Linked DNA regions of Mus musculus: region 2 is linked to region 1. Evidence: chromatin contacts called from public HiChIP or PLAC-seq data. All regions are on one chromosome and are shown on one strand. The core of a region is the stretch at or near the end of the contact, and the rest is flanking DNA. Distances in the headings are between cores, read along the strand shown. Region 1 overlaps Dst (dystonin). Region 2 holds the start of Ptpn18 (protein tyrosine phosphatase, non-receptor type 18).

What was found. HiChIP or PLAC-seq counts read pairs in DNA pulled down with a chosen protein or histone mark.
Region 2: an H3K4me3 HiChIP or PLAC-seq map of stem cell-derived neural progenitor cells shows a contact between it and region 1, with 2.8 times the contacts expected there. The contact joins the promoter of Ptpn18 here to the enhancer-like site in region 1. A contact is called at or near these places in 5 of 39 promoter capture datasets (the C10 cell line, cranial neural crest, embryonic stem cells and 1 more), 4 of 115 datasets of contacts at active chromatin or transcription factors (embryonic stem cells and stem cell-derived neural progenitor cells) and 3 of 9 other capture datasets (adipose tissue, embryonic stem cells and pancreatic islet).

The regions. Positions count from the first base shown.
Region 1 is chr1:34,182,159-34,185,822 of GRCm38.p6, forward strand. It overlaps Dst (dystonin), which reads left to right. Exons shown (of 103, transcript NM_001276764.1): 36 at 1,858-1,986. Among named protein-coding and RNA genes, the nearest start is that of Gm26788, 5.8 kb to the left of the region's middle. Within about 2 kb of position 1,568, at least 40 of the 459 cell types and tissues checked have an H3K27ac peak or open chromatin away from gene starts, as enhancers often do. A contact at or near this core is called in pancreatic islet and stem cell-derived neural progenitor cells, where this site is marked.
Region 2 is chr1:34,457,586-34,461,619 of GRCm38.p6, forward strand. It overlaps Ptpn18 (protein tyrosine phosphatase, non-receptor type 18), which reads left to right and starts at 2,161. Exons shown (of 15, transcript NM_011206.2): 1 at 2,161-2,331. The coding sequence starts at 2,239. Gm32504 (a long non-coding RNA gene) reads right to left here and starts at 3,450. Exons shown (of 4, transcript XR_373299.3): 1 at 2,174-3,450; 2 at 1,836-2,078; 3 at 1-1,679.

The DNA of each region.
Region 1 (3,664 bases), core at 318-2,817:
ACCTGATTGACAAGGGTATTTATCTCGAACTCTCAGGGCAGCAGTATCAGTGGAAGGAAGCTACATTTTTTGACTCCTACGGGCATCCTTCTCACATGCTGACTGATACTAAAACTGGTCTGCAGTTCAATATTAGTGAAGCTGTCGAGCAGGGAACGCTAGACAAAGCCTTGGTGCAAAAGTATCAGGAAGGCCTAACTACACTAACAGAACTGGCTGACTTTCTTCTGAGCAAGGTAGTTCCCAAGAAGGATTTGCACAGTCCCATTGCAGGCTATTGGCTGACCGCTAGTGGGGAGCGAATCTCCTTGCTGAAAGCCTCCCGTAGAAACTTGGTTGATAGGGTTACAGCCCTCAGATGCCTTGAAGCCCAAATCTGTACAGGAGGGATCATCGATCCCCTAACTGGGAAAAAGTACAGGGTGGCCGAGGCTTTGCATAGAGGGCTGGTGGACGAGGGCTTCGCCCAGCAGCTACGCCAGTGTGAATTAGTGATCACGGGGATCAGCCACCCCGTCAGCAATAAAATGATGTCAGTGGTGGAAGCCGTGAATGCAAATATCATCAGTAAAGAAATGGGCATGCGGTGCCTGGAATTTCAGTACCTGACAGGGGGCCTGATAGAGCCGAAGGTTTTCTCGAGGCTGACCATAGAAGAGGCCCTTCACGTCGGTATCATTGATGTCCTCATCGCCACCAGACTCAAAGATCAAAAGTCATATGTCAGGGATATAATGTGCCCCCAGACTAAGAGAAAATTGACATATAAAGAGGCCCTGGAGAAAGCTGATTTTGATTTCCACACAGGACTTAAGCTGTTAGAAGTGTCTGAACCCTTGGGGACAGGGATATCCAACCTCTACTATTCTTCCCAGTAGGGCGTTTGACTCTGTGCAGAGGCCGTGTCGGCTGCATCCTGCCATCTGTTCAGAGCAGATGGTGTCTGCTAAATGTGCAGCCTAGGAACTGTGTCACCAACTCGAAGCGCTGTTAATTTCTTGTAGGCTAGAAATAGCTCCCTGCTCAGAAAACACGGCCATTCTTAAGTTGAAAGCAGAAAACGATTGGCTGCCCCTGACAAAGTAACTTAAAAAAAAAAATATCTTACTAAAATAAATGGGTTTTACCTAGAAAATGGGGTGAGCTTGGTGACCATCCACACGTTCACAGGCCCGTTTCTTCTGACCTCCTTCATAGTCCTTTCACTGAATAGATTCAACACATTAATGATGTCATCCATTGTACATCCTGAAAGAGCACCTCACAGAGCACCACAGGACTGGGATCCAAAGGAACGTGCAAAAGTGCCCCCGACCCGTGAGGCTGGAGATGGCTACCTGCAGGCAGTGATGTCCTCTGCATAGCGAAGTGTTCGTCGCTGTTAACTTTTACTTTGGTTGAGACTTTGGAAATAAAATCTAACAAGTGCATTGTGTATTGGAGGAGGGGTGTCATCTGTGTGGAGTTTCTCTCTCTTCTTTTGCTCTCTCCTTTTGTCTAATAGCATCTGTCAAGGCATCTGCGATTGTAATGCTAATGTAAAGGCAGCGATTCCCAAATCTCTCTCATGAATAAAGTTGGGTTTGCTTATTTGTCATACTCCTGAAGCAGCTGGGTGGCCAGAGCAGTGATCCCAGACTGATCATAAAAGCTTTTCCCGTCCTCAAAGACATCTGCTGTGTGATGCAGTGGATGTGGTTAAGTGAATGAATAAAATATCGCAGTAACCTGTGTGCATGATGGAAACATTTGTGCCTTCTTCTTTCAGCAGAAAGGAGGGGTCAGTTGAGAAGCTCAGTCATTTATTGGAATGTTTGTTTGTTTCTTTCTTCATTTTTAAACACTTGTACCTGTCAGAAGTCACTGGATGAAGAGAAGAAACAACATATTGAAAAAGCTAAAGAATTGCAGAAATGGGTATCAAATATCAGCAAGACCCTGGGAGATGGGGAGAAAGCTGGGAAACCTCTCTTCTCTAAGCAACAGGTATATTCACAGAGGCTGTAATGCTAACGGGGTAGAATTTACCGAATCATACAGTCTACAAAGCACAAGCTATAAATCTTTGCCTTATCCCCCCAGAGTTAGAGGCTTTTACAATAAAAATTAATAGTTTAGGTCCTTAGGCATTTTCCTCAAAGAGTGGAAAGTAGTTCGAATCTGCTAGAAAAAGGGGTCCTATTCCAAAGCCAGAATCATGGTCATTGGCCTCATTATGGGCAAGCCACTAGGTTATAGGGCCTTACCGTACATCTCAACTCCCTGCTTAGAATGAATGGGATTGTTGACCAATGATGTCATCAGCCCTACATGCCACCCACGTCAGAGAGACAGAGAGAGTAACGTTCACAGCTGTGAATGCTGTTGAGTGTTTAGTAGACATCTCCTGGGCCTTTTCTGTTTCATGAGGAAGGCTTTCTTGTCCAACCTCTACACCGTACATTCTTCCCATTGACTACAGTCTCCAGCCCTTCCTGTTTTCCCTGCCGATGGCTGTGTGTGTGTGTGTGTGTGTGTGTGTGTGTGTGTGTGTATGTGTGTGCTGCAGTGGATGGTGGTTTTTACTCAGGACATTGGCATTAAGGTGTAGATCCTAGTAGTGCCTGTTCCTGATGGTAGGAATTCCCACTAGTTTGTGTATTCTTGCTGTTGGGTTTTGTTTTGGGCAGACAAGGTCTAGGCTAGTCTCACCCTTGCTATGTAGCCCAGGCCAGCCTTGAAGTGTGATTTCATATGAGTGGAAGAACTAAGAATTCAGAAAGCATTTGGTGGTTTTTAAGCAAAAACACTCCAAACTGATTTGCCTCAAATGTTTGATTTAAAATACCTTCTTCCCAGGCTGCTTCTTGCTATGAAAAAGGAAGGCATTCAAACAAGGCACGTAAGCCTTAGCAAAGATCTCTTGAGAGAGCACATCTCTTCAGAAGCGTGGATTATAAACACCTGGTGTCTTCATATTATAGTTATAAAATTCTCCAGGAGGGTCATTAGATTTAGATCTAGTACATGCAGACACTTTTAAATAAGATCGTGGCCCTAGCTGTAATTCTACTAGAACACCTGCTTTCTCTTTTGAAGGAGAAAGTGCTTTGAGGCACACGAGTCCTCAGAGATTCCATTTAGCGTCACAATTTCCTATATCCATACAAAATTGACTATGTACATTGACTGATAAGTGTGCTGCTCATCTTTCGTTGGCCCGATATTTCCTCTCATCCCTGTTCATTTATAAGAATGGAAGCTTTGATCAATTGGAAATGGGATTTGGGACAAGTCTTGGATAAACCCCTTTTCCCTGTAATTAATGAGTTTGTCTTCTCTAGTAGCCACAGATGGAGTAGGATGGAGGGCGCTATCATTACCAGTTACTTCCTGATCTACAGGCCTCCTGTAAAGTAGTGCTTTCAGCATAAAGAGAGGAGCTTCAGGAAAGGAGAGGCCCATAGTCTCAGTGTCCTTTTGAGAATGGTGACATAGAAGGATGAGACTGGGCCAGTGCTGAGCCTTTGGGCTTTGGCAGATTCATGGTCAGGCTGGGACAGACTCAAGAGCTGTGGTGTGTTGCATTAAAATTCCCTCGCGAAGATTTAGCTGTTAATAGAGGGCACTGCACTTCCTCTTGTGTATGCTGAGGAGAGCTGAGCTCTTAGGCCACTAACACCAC
Region 2 (4,034 bases), core at 911-3,410, 280 kb after region 1:
GACAAAAATCCAATGATTGGTGTCAATGTGGTTTCTAAAACTTTTAAAAATTCTATTTGGCTGGTTGGTGGTGGCACATGCCTTTAATCCCAGCACTCTCAAGGTAGAGAGACAGGTGGATCTCTGTGACTTAAAAGCCAGTCTGATCTACAGAACTAGTTCTAGGTCAGCCAAGGCTACACAAAGAAACCCTGTCTCAGAGAAAGAAAGAATTTATTTTTATGTATCTGCCAGTATATCTGCGCAATGTGCAAGCCTGGTGCTGTGGAGGCCAAAAGAGGGCATTGGGTCCCCTGGAACTCAAGTTTCTGGTGTTTGCAAGCCATTGTGTGGGTGCTGGGACTCAAACCTCAGTCCTCTGGAAGAGCAGTCAGTGCTTTTAACTGCTGAGCCATCACTCCAGCCCTCCTAGCATTTTTTAAAAAAATTACATTTACTTGAGTGCTTCTGCACAAGGCATAAGGAGGTCAGAGGACACTGTATGGAAGTGATTTTTTTTCCTTCTACCATGTGTGTCAGGGGATGCAGCACTTATTAATAGGTGTGGCTGCAAGACCTTTACCTGTTGAGCCATCTTACTGCCATCTTCCCCATTTCAGTGAAAAAGTTTTCATACTATCACCCTCATACTATCTGGCTGTTTTGCATTGCCACCACTGGCAGACCCACAGTGACGTAAGACAGAGATCTAGCGATAAAACCCAATAAAGTCTTGTCTGGCTTTTAAAGATGCTATCCATTCCTTCATTTAAACACTGTGATGACCAAGTTGACAGCCTTTTACCAATGATCCCACTCATCTTCCAGTGACTTAAAGCACTTCTTTTTTTGGTTTTTCGAGACAGGATTTCTCTGTATAGCCCTGGGTGTCCTGGAACTCACTCTGTGGACCAGGCTGCCCTCGAACTCAGAAATCCACCTGCTTCTGCCTCCCAAGTGCTGGGGTTAAAGGCGTGTGCCACCACCGCTCCGCTCAGCATGCTTAAAGCACTTTCAATTCGCCTTAGCCCTACTTTTGCACACGACCCCAAACGGATCTCCTCAGAGCCCTCCCTCAACAGAGAGTTGGCAATGCTTGAAATTCTTTGGTTCCCTTGCAGGTGGTGCTACTCCATCTGCTGAAGCCTGTTTTGGAAAGAACCCCCTTTTATTTTCTTTTGTGTGTAGGGAGATACACCCTCACTATAGAGCCTGTGTAGTTGTCCAAGGACAACACTCTGGAGTCGATTTTCTCCTTCCACCATGTGGGTCCTAGGTATCAAATCCAGGTTGTCATGTTTATTTAGTGGCAAGGCATTTACCTACTGAACCATTCCACCATCATTAAAACATTTTCCTTTCTCTCTCTCTCTCTCTCTCTCTCTCTCTCCCTTCCTTCCTTCCTTCCTTTCTTCCATTTTTTTTTTTAACTTTGAGACAGGATTTCATCACAAGCTAACTTTGAATTCACAATGTAAGCTAGGGTGACCTTGACTTTCTGATTTTCTTGCCTCCACCTTGTGAATGCTGGGACAGGCACTCTACCAATTCAGCTACAAACCTTAGCACGGCTCTTCTCCAGTCTTTAGTCTCCAGGACCCCAGGAGCTTCAGCATAAGATCTTCTTCAAACTCCTGAAGGGGGACGGAGTGAGTGTTGAGACCACTTTTCCTCCCAATGCCTCTCTAGTCTCTTCCTCCCTGAGGGGTATGGGTTAAGATCCACAAGTTAGGACTGAATCCTGGTGTCCCCGCTTTTCCAGCAGGTTCCAAAAGTGAAATCACACCCCCTACCCTCAGAAATAGGCCTTTTCCCAGAGCAAAGTGCAGGGAATATATTTATTCGAAGTCCCCGACCTCTCTCATATTCCGCTGTCGCACGACTGTGAACCTCAGCGCTCGCAGGACTCCGGAGCAACCTTGGGAACCCGGCCTGCGAGATTGAGAGCGCAGCCATCCCCCTGGAAAGGCCAATGGGACTGAGCGTTCCGTGCGGACTCCACCAGCTTCACGGCAGCCGAAGCACCCGAGGCGCCAGTGGGGAATTGCGGGACCCGCAGCTACTTGGACGGCCAGTTCGGCTGCGGTGGCAGCCAGCACCTATGGGCGGGACGAACGGAGTGAACTCCTAGTGCCATTGGCCGAGGAGCCTGCCAATTACCGGTCTTCATTGGCTGCTGGAATGGAGGCCCCACCTCGCAGTGGCTAAATTCTCGGAGTCGGATCACTCCTTGTGGGAGACCTCAGAGCGGGTCGCAGCATGAGTCGCCATACGGACTTGGTGAGGAGCTTCTTGGAGCAGCTGGAGGCCCGGGACTACCGGGAGGGGGCAATCCTCGCTCGTGAGTTCAGCGTGAGTGACACTCCAGCCATCAAGCTTCGCAGCCAGGCGCTCCCCACGGCTGTCCACCTGTGCAATATGAAAGCTCTGCCTTTTCCTCTCAGCTCCCGGGGCGTCTCCTCCCTCCTGCTCTCGGCTTTCCTCTTCCCGCACTTCTCTCACCCTGACTCTCCCAGCCTTCCGCACTTTGCCCACAGGTGCCCAGAGGGTGAAGACGGCTACTGTTTAGGAGGAGCCAGACACACTCAGGTGTCGGTGTCGAGCTCCCGGTGCAATCTTCTCCCTAGCGGGGCCGTGGCTTCCGCCGTGGAGGGAGGCAACACACCTGCGCTGGACTCGAGTCCCCAACCCGGGCCACTCCTGGGTCACCTTGTAATCCCAGGGAGGAAGTGGTTTGGGGCAGCAGAAAGAGGAACGAGGAAACTTGTAGCCTAGCCTAGGTTTCGCGTTACCAGTCTATCCTAGGGCTTTTCAGAACTGTGGCCCTGGGAGCTCTGACTTCATTTTCACCTGTTTTGAATTGTGAATGATAAAAGACAAGCCGGTTTGAAAATTAGGTGGTTTGGGTAGATGCACCTAGCACGCGTTGGGTATTCACTGGCTATATTAACTGTATGCACCTGCCTTTAACATGGTTTACAAAGGTTGTAAACGTTACCTCGGGCCAATCAAGCTTGTGAGAGCTACTGCCACTCAACAGCCATGGCACACAACATGTAATGACGTATTTTAAATAGAGTGACATGATCCAAATACGTAATACACTATCTCAAACTTAGAAATGTAAATGACAATGATATAAAAATAAGTGTGACATTAAATGATCACTTACAGCCTGGCATGGTGGCACATGCCTGTAATTCTAGCAGTTGGTAGCCTAAAACCGGGGGATAACCATGAGTTCAAGGCCAGCCTGAATTACATAATTTTGTGACCACTCTGGAATACTCTGGAGATTGTTTCAAAGAATGAAAAAGATAGTTTACACAGGCCAATATGTAAACCAGTAACAGTGAAACTCTGGTGGTGGTGCATGCCTTTAATCCTAGCACTTGGAGGCAGGGAAAGGAAGGTTACTGTAAGTCTGAGGTCAGTCTGGTCTACACAGTGAACTCCAGGACAGCCAGGGATATGTAGGAAGACCTTGTCTCTAAAACAATAAAAAAACCAACCAAACAAAAAAAATAACCCCAACTAACTAAATAAGCAAAACAAACAAACAAAAACCCAACAAAGCAACCAAACACCACAACAGATACAACAAACATTAATAAGAACCAAATTTATAGCAGGGTGATGATGGCACACACCTTTGATTTCAGCACTTGGGAAGCAGAGCCAGGTGAATCTCTTGAGTTCAAGGCCAGCCTGGTCTACAGAGTGAGTTCCAGGACAGCCAGGGCTACACGGAGAAATCCTGTCTCGCAAACCTAAAACCAAACCAAACCAAAAAACCCAAAAAGCAAGCAAACGAACAAACAAACAAACAAAAAACCCAAACCAAATGTATTAAGTTAGTAAGTAAATATACACACAAGCATATGGACAGGTTAAATGTGAGTCTAGATAATTTTCATATGTAAATGCTGTAACAGAAGAACTACTAGCATAAAGTATACATTTTATAAGCAAGAAGATATGCATAAACAGGAAGAAGGTGTCTCTGGGGGCTGGAAAAACCTGACCAACATAAGTAAACCACTTTGGAATGGTGG